Regions from separate parts of the Mus musculus genome. Here region 1 is linked to region 2. The links are chromatin contacts, called in public Hi-C maps. All regions are on one chromosome and are shown on one strand. Each heading gives the region's core, a stretch centred on a gene start, on an enhancer-like site or on the middle of the called end of the contact. The rest is flanking DNA. Distances are from core to core; before and after follow the strand shown. Region 1 has its middle 7.3 kb from the start of Gm24454. Region 2 overlaps 9130204K15Rik (a long non-coding RNA gene).

What was found. Hi-C and Micro-C count contacts between places; a contact is called where the count stands out from the background.
Region 1: a contact with region 2 is called in a Hi-C map of embryonic fibroblasts, with 2.6 times the contacts expected there. The contact joins two enhancer-like sites. A contact is called at or near these places in 1 of 15 datasets of contacts at CTCF or cohesin (the NIH/3T3 cell line), 4 of 484 Hi-C or Micro-C datasets (bone marrow-derived macrophages, brown adipocytes, embryonic fibroblasts and 1 more), 5 of 115 datasets of contacts at active chromatin or transcription factors (the NIH/3T3 cell line and embryonic stem cells) and 1 of 9 other capture datasets (embryonic stem cells).

Annotation. Positions count from the first base shown.
Region 1 is chr11:79,898,525-79,903,460 of GRCm38.p6, reverse strand. No RefSeq gene overlaps it. Among named protein-coding and RNA genes, the nearest start is that of Gm24454, 7.3 kb to the right of the region's middle. Within about 2 kb of position 1,655, at least 12 of the 459 cell types and tissues checked have an H3K27ac peak or open chromatin away from gene starts, as enhancers often do. A contact at or near this core is called in the NIH/3T3 cell line and embryonic fibroblasts, where this site is marked.
Region 2 is chr11:79,750,601-79,755,713 of GRCm38.p6, reverse strand. All of the region lies in intron 2 of 9130204K15Rik (a long non-coding RNA gene), which reads left to right. Among named protein-coding and RNA genes, the nearest start is that of Mir365-2, 27 kb to the right of the region's middle. Within about 2 kb of position 3,258, at least 64 of the 459 cell types and tissues checked have an H3K27ac peak or open chromatin away from gene starts, as enhancers often do. A contact at or near this core is called in the NIH/3T3 cell line and embryonic fibroblasts, where this site is marked.

The sequences.
Region 1 (4,936 bases), core at 406-2,905, 150 kb before region 2:
TTTGGACGTGTTCTTTTCTTTGTATACGCTCACAGCCAAGTTTGCATGAATCATGATAGAAGAAAAGCATTGCTATTTTTCCAAGGGCTCCAATGCTTCTCTACTGGATTATGGCTTGGAACAGATTCTCTGGGGCTGGGGAGGGGTGGGGCAGCGCAGGAGTTGGGATCCACTCGTTGGGAGGTTAAAGTCATGGCAGTAATGATGGAGAAGGGGCTTGTGTGCTGGGCTGTATCAGTACAAGTGTTACCTGGAAGGATAGACGGCTTGTCTGTTCTGTTTCTTCTTATGGAGATGGGGCTGGCTCTCTTTCTTGGCAGTGACTTAGTCAGGGGTTTTAGACTCCTCTTTTCTATTGGGTGGATGCTTAACTCAGGAATGAGCCTTCCAGTCCTTCTTGGCTTTTGACATGTTAATGTCAAATGTGAAGCCTGGTTAACCTGGGGTGCTTAGACTTAAGCCTGCTGGTTCTAAGACAGAACCCGTCTCATGGGAAAAGCTGTCTTCAGAAGCCTGGGAACATTGCACTAAAAAAAGGCACAAAGACACAAGGTGGGGTTGTGGCAGAGAGGGACAGTATTCATGCTAGCTGTCTCAGCCATGGTCCGAATCAGACATCTTTTTCAGTTACAATGGAAAGACTCCAGTGCACCTGGAGGGACCAGGTGCTTATGTCTGAGAAGTGAGCACAGAGAGTTGTAGGGAGGGCGAGCTAGAGTTGGCACTCAGAGAAAACACAATGGGTTAAAACATCTGAGATACTCCAGGTGATAGAATGGAGCAAGGCACGAAGCAGTTGCTGGGGCATGAGAAAGGAGGCAGGAGGCACACAGCCAGGGGAGGCACAGAGTCTACTCTGTGTTTCTGGGCATGAGGGATCTCCAACCAGGTTGGCAGCTGGAACAATGGGGAAGCAGGGCCTCAAGGAGAATTGGAGTGGAAGGCAATGGAAGAGCTGGTAGGCAGGGTGGCTGATCGGCTTGCTGTTCGTCTGGTCAGGCTGCCATACCAAAAGACTGGACAGGGTGGCACAGGTAACCGAATCCAGGTCCCACAGTCAGGGTGCCGTGGTGTTGGTTCATTGCTCAGGTGGCACCGTGCTGTGTCTTCACCTGGCTTCTCTGAAGGTGTGTAGTGAACTCTCTGCTGTGTCATCTCTTCCTTCTTTCCTTCCTCTATCTATCTATCTATCTATCTATCTATCTATCTATCTCTTCTTCCTCCCCCCCCCCTGGTTTTTGTGTATGTGCATGTTTCTGTGTGTGTGGACACATGTGTGGGTACATGTACATGTGTGTGGATGCAGAAGTCCAAGATTGAGGTAGGAAATCTCCTTAACTGTCCTTCCATTTTATTCAATGAGGCAAGATGTCTCAGTCAGAAGCAAGACTGGCCAACATGGCCAGCTGGACCTGGGGAATCCCCTGTCATGGCCTTCTGAGGTTGGGATTGTAGGAGAGCTGCCATATGCTACCTACAGCCCACTGGGTTCTGTTTTCATGCTTGTTCTAGTTTTCATGCTTGGACATTGAGCGCTTTAACCATCAAACCATCTACCCTGGTCTCTTTCTCGTCTTCTGGGACTAGGACCTGTAAGAGACCCCATGACCTCACTTAGCCTTAGTCACTTCCTCCCATGTTCTCTCCCCATATCCAGTCTGACTGGGAGGCAGAGTTTTAGCTTATGAGTTAGTGGGGCAAGTACACAGACCACAACATAACTCAAAGAGAAGTCAATTCTGGATGTGCTATGTTTTTTTTTCTTTCTGCAGTTTTTATAACTGTCATCTGTAAAGGCGTCCGTGTATTCCTGGTGCTGTTCTGGTATTATTGCTGATCTTTAAATATGCTACCTATTATTACTGTGTATGTGTGTGAGTGCAGGGGTGTGCATGTTATAGTTTGTGTAGAGGGCAGAGAGCAGCTTTCAGGGTCCCACTGAGCTCAGGTTGTCAGGCAAGCTTGTGTGGCAAGCACCTTCACCCGCTGAGCCATCCTGATGGCCCACTAGCCTTTATTTTAACTAGTTTGCCTATGCTAGCCAGCCAGCAGCAATCTCAGCCCTGCATCCTTGTCACTATTGCATCTGACTGCCAGTGCTCAACCTCGAAACCACAGCATTGGCTGCCCGGCCCTTCCTGGATGCTTCATAAGTCCTCAGGAATCCTGGTTATCCAACATAGAAAGAGATGCGAGGGTAAAGACGGCTTTTCAGGGCTCTCCTCCATCACTGACACATACTGGGTGATAGTAACCTTGCTCTCTGGCGAGGCACAGGAGGTTGTCACAATCCAATATTTCTTTTCTTTATTTAGAGAAAGCTCTATAGTTTTGGTAATCAAAGTTAGTAGATAAGACCTTATATATTAGTGCTATATGTAGTATAGTAGTTTACCCTTGTACAAATGGGAAAAAAAAAATAAGTTTGAGGCTGGAGGGATGTCTCCTCACTTAAGAGCATTTGCTACTCTTCCAGAGGAACCAAGTTTGGTTTCTGACCCACATGTCAGGCATCTAACGACTGCCTGTAACCACAGCCTCGGGGAATTGATGGCTTCTTCTGGTCTCTATGGACAACCCAAGAACATACAAATAAATGGAAAGAAATAGATTGTTGATGATGCTGTTGTATTGTTTTTGAGACAGGTCTTTCTGCGTAGTCCCCTTCCATCTCTGGTTGGCATGGAACTTACTGTGTAGATCAGGCTGGCCTTGAAATCACAGAGGTACAACTGCCTCTGTCTCCTAAGTGTGGGATTAAAGGCTTGCACTACCATGCCCAGCTATGGATAATTTTAAAAATATTAAGTTTAACATTTCTAGATCTAGACACTTATGCTGTGATCCCCTATGAACTGAAGATATTTTCCACTTCACTTTTATACGTTGTTTCTATTTGAACCTTCCAAAATCAGCTATGTCCATCACTGTCCTGATGTGCCACGCCTGTTTCGCGTCACTGTTTTGTTTAGATGCCTTTCCTTGAATTGGAGTTTCTCCCAGGCTGCATTATTAAAATGTATGTGTATGTACTTGATTTTCTGTCTAGATACCTCCCCCTACACACACACACACACACACACACACACACACACACACACACACACACACACACCTCACTACCTCCCTTACCATCATCGAGCCTGGACTTGTGTGTAAAAATCCTATTATGTAAAATCAGGAAATGAATGGCATCGGATTCATGTGGCTGTTGCCTAGAATGGGCATGGTATATGGCAACGTGGAAACGTCCCCTCAGTGGGCCTGGACATAACCACTTTAGAAAGCTCAGTTACAGCATTGACAAGGATTGAGGCTAGCGCTCTGGACATGTCTGTTGAATTAATTTCAGTCTTAGTTCATGGGCAAGCAGAAGGGTCAGTGGCTTTTCTGTCTTCTCTTGGTCTCTAACCTTTTGCCTCGAACCCCCTATAATGCTTGTTCCACTTGCGGTCCCACTCAGCAGAGTGAGAAACCCCAGATGCTTATGTTTCCCACTGGGCAGGGGCTGGTTCTTTCCCTCGGGCCCAGCACCTTTTTCTTAGAACCAGTTTCTTGGGATTCAATTGAAGTTTCTAGAGCACCCTGATTCACCGGAACCCTCTCAGGGCTGCTGGGGCCCAGCAGGGGCCCCTGCCCGCAGTCAGACTCCCCATTTCCTCTTGTCAATCTTGCTCCTGGTTTATGAGAAGCCCACAGGCTATCTATCTAAATACTTAAAACACAGGACTTAGCCTAAAGAAGTGTTACAGACAATAGGTGCCATCCTCATACCCGAACCAATGCACCTTCCTAGTAACAAGGCTGCAAATGTGCAAGGCTGTGTAATCCACTGAAACCGGGGAGATAGGAGATGGGAATGAATTTAACCACTGTTAGGTGTTCAGCAAGTTTGACTATAATTAAAACAATGGGGCCAGTGAAATGGCTTAGTGGGTAAAGGCGCTTGCTGCCAAGACTGCTGACCTGGATTTGATCCCTGTGACCAACATGGTAGACAGTGAATCCTACTTCTGCAAACTGTCCATTGACTGACACGACACACACACACACACACACCCCAAACAACTGAAAACATAAAAAAATTAATTTTTAAAAAGTTTTCAATAGAGTATTTTAGAAGAAAAGCATATTAAAATGACTAGGCATCTTATTAAATTCTAAATAAACTTACTATTTTTTATTTTGAGCTGGGCAGTTATGGTGCACACCTTTAATACCAGCACTCAGGAGGGAGAGGCAGGTGGCTCTCTGTGACTTCAAGGCCAGCCTGGTCTGCAGAGTTCCAGGATAGCCAGGACAACCCAGAGAAACCCTGTCTCAAAAATAACAAAACCAAATTTGCAGTGAGTTTATACTTTTTCCATAAAGTACTTGTGTAATTTGTCATATTTATTCATTTCCGTTTGTATTTTGGTATGTTGATGGTTGAATGAGAATGTCCCTCTTGGGCCCAGATGTTTGAACACTGGATTCTCAGTTGATGGCATTTTGGGGGGCGGTTTAGGAGGTGTGGCCTTGCTGGAGGAGTATGTCACTTGGGGAGAGGGTTTGCTGCTTCCAGCGCGCTCTCTCTCTCTCTCTCTGTTTTTTTTTTTTTTAATTGCACCTCACTCCTTTATTATACTGATCTGGAAAGAGACTTAGTTGTTATGCCCAAACGAGCTCTGAACCCACACGGTAGGGTCAAGCAGCTGGAACATGATTATGATTCAGACAATGAAAGACAAAAACTGAGACATGATCCAGGGGCACTTCACCTCTACAAAACAAGCCAAAGGGATCCAAACACAGCAAGAGGTACAAGGAGTTTATCCCACAGATATGAGGAGTGGCTTATTTTCTGGTGACCACACAGGACTGCCACTAGCAACCTCAGAGTTGCTTTTGGGTGCTGATAATATGTATATATACTTTTGTGTGTGTGTGTGTGTGT
Region 2 (5,113 bases), core at 2,009-4,508:
GATTGTGCATCCGTCAGGGCGGACCCACTAGATGCCAACCATCTAGCAAGAAAAGCCTCCCTGTTTGTCACCTAAGAGCCAGGTCAGGCCTTGGGTTGGTGGTGGCTCTACTCTGTGAGATTCATTTGCCAGAGTGAGATTAAAGCAGCAAAACTCTTAAAAAATGTTTTTACACATACATACACACACACACACACACACACACACACACACACACACACATCTTGTGTGCGTGCATGCGTGTGAGTGTGTGTGTGGTGTGTGTGTGTGTGTGTGTGTGTGTGTGTGTGTGATCATGGCATGTATGTGGAGGTCAGAGAACAACTTGAAGGAATCAGTTCTTTTGTTCCACCATGTGGATTCTGGGGTTGAAACTCAGGCCATCAATCTGGCAACAAAATACTTTGAGCCACTGAGCCATCTTGCCAGCCCAGAACAAGTGTTCTTTAAAGTCGTGTTTGGAAGGTTTCAAAGAGATGTCAGAACCACCTTCACAAACATTGCCACCCTACTTTTGCTGTTCATTCTGATTTCTTCCTCTATGTTTTTGAAAAGGCCCTCCCAATTAAAACAACCTTATATCCAAATGTGTGTGTGTGTGTGTGTGTGTGTGTGTGTGTGATTGTGTGTGTGATTGTGTGCATGTGTATGCATGTTGGTGAGCATGGGTGTGTATGTATGCTTGTGTGTTCACATGAATGCATGCACATACACTCCTGCCTGTCTTTCACTTGGGTTTTTCATACAGCACCGTGATTTGGACACCACGCCCATCAGTATGAGAATCAGCCTTCACTCACTCTGGCAATTTCATAATCCCCCACTGTGTACTGGACCGTACTTTCTTTCACCAGTCCCTGATTTGTGGATGTTGGGTGGCTTTCAGATTTTGCTAGTACAACTGATGGCATAACAAATAGCTTTGTGTGTAAACCTATTGTACCTTTTGCCATTGTGACTTGGAAGTAGGATGACTGGATCAAAGAACAATTATATGTGTGATTTTATTTGATCTTATCAGACTCCCTCCAGAGAGGTATTATTCCTTTTCATCTCCCTTACCAACACATACATGATTGGACCTGGAACAACAATACCTTTCCCAATTGCATGCTGTTTAGATGGAAGAATAGGCACATGGGGCATCTAGCACCAAGCAATGCATCCCTCCTAGATAATAAGATGGAAAATGGATGGAGTGTCACAGACCTCTAATCCCAGCACTTGGGAGGTAGAGGTGGGGCGAGTAGAAGTTCAAGGCCATCCTTGACCACATGGTGAGTTTAAGGCCAACCTGGGCTACATGAGACCCTGTCTTAAAAAGGAAGTGGGAGGGGAGAGCAGTGGTGGCGCATGCCTTTAATCCCAGCACTTGGGAGGCAGAGGCAGGTGGACTTCTGAGTTCGAGGCCAGCCCGGTCTACAAAGTGAGTTCCAGGACAGCCAGGGCTCTACAGAGAAACCCTGTCTCGAAAAAAAAAAAAAGGAAGGGGGTGGAGAAGAGGAGGAGGAAGGGGAGGAAGAAAAGGAAGAGGAGGAGGAAGAGGAGGAGGATGACAGGTAGAGCCTGGCATGGTGTGCACACCTATAATCCCATTACTCAGAGGCTAGAGCAGGAGAATCATGAGTTCAAGGTCAGCCTTGGGTTCTTAGCAAGACCCTGTCTCAAGGGCACATGGCAGTGGCTTAAAGGACCCTATGTCTACCTCCTGGGAGAGGAACCAGAGAGACAGACTCCCCATCACCAGTATTCCAGCTCTGAAAAAAGCTGGGTTTCCATTCCAAGGGGATGTGCCTCAAGGATCTCTGAGCAGTGACCATGACACTATTTGGTGACCCTGAGTTAGAGATAGGCGTCCCTCTACCACATGAGGTGTCATCTTGACAGAAGAGAGCTAAGGTCCTTTCTCCCTATTTGAAGCATGTGAAAATGTAAATGCAAAAGAGGAGTGACAACCCTAGCTGTGGAGGGAGGTATGGGCTAGCCACAGCTGCTTCTGAGACAGTGGAATTCAAGAATAATGGGTGGTGGGGCGGGGGAGGCACTTAAGCATTGCCAGAGCCATGATAGGATGTCTTGGCATCCTGTCCCTGCCTGTCCCTGTCTCCTTCTAGCATGGGAAGAGCTGAGGCTGGCTGAGGCCCTCTGTCCTAATTGCTCATCCACCACCAAGGCCTGTGTGTTGTATTTCTGAGCACCTTCAGTGTAGAGAAGTCCCATTCCCAGGGCACCTGCTAGGACTGTTGCATCCACAAGGCCAGCAACCTTTCTTGGGATTTTTTTTTAGTAGACTTCTTCCAAGCCAGGTAAGGGCCATGCCTACCTAGGGGATGGCCCCTGGCTATTTTCAACCTCTATCCCTTGGGTTGTAATCTATGTGTTGACACAGAGGCCAATGCCCTCGCCACTGTCCCTCTAGCAACAGCCATCAATCAATCAAAGTGCATCCTGTGCAGCACAGTCCCAGGCCCTGTGGCCTCAGCCTTGTGACTCAGGCAGCCACTGTCCATTCATCAGACTGATACAAGGACAGAAACCATTTTCCAACCAGACTAGTCCATCGTGGGTATAAGAGAAAGAGGGTTAGTGACTAAAGCCAGGCGAGGGCACTGGCCTCTTGGTCCTGTGTAGTTCAGGAGTCTATTCTCCAAGATGACTAGAGTTCTCACTTAACTGGGTGTCAGGGATTTTAAGAGCTCCAGGATCTTAGCATGGTGGCAAAGTTGGAAAAAAAAAATCTGACTCAGGGCTTAGGAACCCATGTGACCCTTTGACCTCCAGTGAGTCTAACCCTTAGGGAATGTGAGAATCAAACTGGAAAGCCCACAAAACCCAGCCAGCTCTGAAGGTGGGAGGCAAGGAGGCACTGGGACTCAGACTCCTAGAGTGGGTGCAAAGACTTTTGTCCCTCTCCCCGGCGCTTGCCTTTTGCTCCTTTCGTCTCCAGATTACATAAATCCATCTCAAGAATGCAGAAGAATAATACCGTCCTCAGGCCTGGCTCCCATAAGAAAAGGGAACAGCCAGGAGACAAAGCGAAGCAGAGAGAAAAAAAGATAGAATGACAATGAAAAGTATTTGTTTTAGACGACTATGACGAGGGCTAGCTATTTGCTCTAATGCTCTGTTCTCTTGTTTGCTTGTCCTTCTGAGAGCTCAAGGACCTTTTAAGGTGGAATGCTCGGAGCTGTGCTTAGGCAGCCGATCAGCCTTGGGCAGCTGGAAATGCAAGCACAGAGCTGGAAGCAGAATCTGGGCAGGACCAAGAGCGCAGTGGGTGTGAGGCAGGAAGCCTGCTTTACATTCCAGGACCCTGCCTGAATAGGGAGAGACTGGAACTGGAAGATGTGTGGGGCTGAGGATGTGGCCCAGTGGTTCAGCGCCTGCCTAGCATGTACACGGCATTTTAAAAAGATAAGATACAAATATCTCAGGTCAGGTCAGATCCCAGCGGGGCTCCTCCCATCTACATCAAGCCTTGCAAAAGTACTAACACCTCCATTTTACAGGCGAGTAAACTGAGGCACAGAGATACTGCTTCATCTCTGGCTCTACCCAGGAACATCTCACTCTAGTCTACAAGGAAATCGGCATCTAATCCACTTTCCAGATAACCAAGCAAGAACCCAGGGATAAACAGCTGGATATGGTGGCGCACATATGAGCTTTTAGTACTTGGAAGGTTGAGGCAGCAGAATCGCCATGAGCTCAAGGCCAGACCTTGTCTCCGATAAATACATCAATAGCCTGACAGGTCAGAACATGGGGCTGAGGAAATACTTGGCAGTGGAAAATATGAAAAGCAGAACCTTTTCTCATTCATACATTTTAATGGAGAGAAGTGGCCTCTGGAATTAGAAGCAGCAGGCTCACCACTTGCACTGAGCTGTCCTTGAGCTAATGTAGAAGTGACTGGACAGCCCAGCACCCTTGCTTCTGAGGGTGTGCCTTCTTGACAGAGATGGAGAGGTGGGTGTCTTAGTTAGGGTTTCGTTGCTTTGAAGAGACACCAAGACCAAGGCCACTCTTATAAAGGACATTTAATTGAGGCTGGCTTACACTTTCAGAGGTTCAGTCCATTCTCATCACGGCAGGAAGCACGACAGCATGCAGACAGACATGGTCCTGCGGGGGCTGAGAGTTCTCCATCTTGAACTGCAAGTAATCAGGAGGAGACTGGCTTCCGCAGGCAGCCAGGGGAGGCTCTCTTTCACATTGGGTGAAGTTTGAGCACCAGGAGGCCCCAAAGCCTGCCTACACGGTGACACACTTCATCCAACAAGGCCACACTTCACATGTGTAGTAGGACCACTTCCCATGGGCCAAGCATATTCAAACTACCTTAGTGGGTAAAAAGGGATTCACAAAGCTGGAAGTAACATAATTAAACTGGACTCCATAAAACATAGCAAGCCAGGCATGGTTGTGTACATCTTATATACACACATATACAATATACCATGCATGCACAGAGACAATATAGCCAAGAGGTAAGGTGCTGTGGACTTACAAACGTTGATGCCCAAAGCAGGACCTGAGAGAGGCTGTATGGGAGCTGATTGGTGATGTGGTTGTGAAATAGTCTGGGCTGGCAGAGTGGCTCAGCAGATAAAGGTGCCTGCCACTAAGACTGAGGGCCTGAGTCTGGTTAAGAGAGAATTGATCCAAGTTATTCTCTGACCTCCATTCCCTATAGCATGCATGCACCCACACACATATGCAGACACAAAAACGAAGGAATAAATAAAATATAACAAAACATTTAGAGAAAGAAAATACATGCCCAGTGTTCAGTAGTAACACATAACTGATATGTCAGTTACACCCCTCCCCCCACCATGCTGGTAGTGGATTCTTTTATATCTCAAAATAGATTAGAGACTGATTTGCTTGGGGTGATGTTGTAATTATTTTTCCTTATTTTTAGAGTTTTCCCCCTTTCTTTCTTTCTTTCTTTCTTTCTTTCTTTCTTTCTTTCTTTCTTTCTTTCTTTCTTTCTTTCTTTCTTATCCTGGTTCCTTTCCCTAGGGAACACACAAGTCATGAAAGCTTGAAGTCTTTTAGTAGAAGCTGCTCTCGCTCCCTGCATAGTCCACTGTTGCCAGGGCTTTCT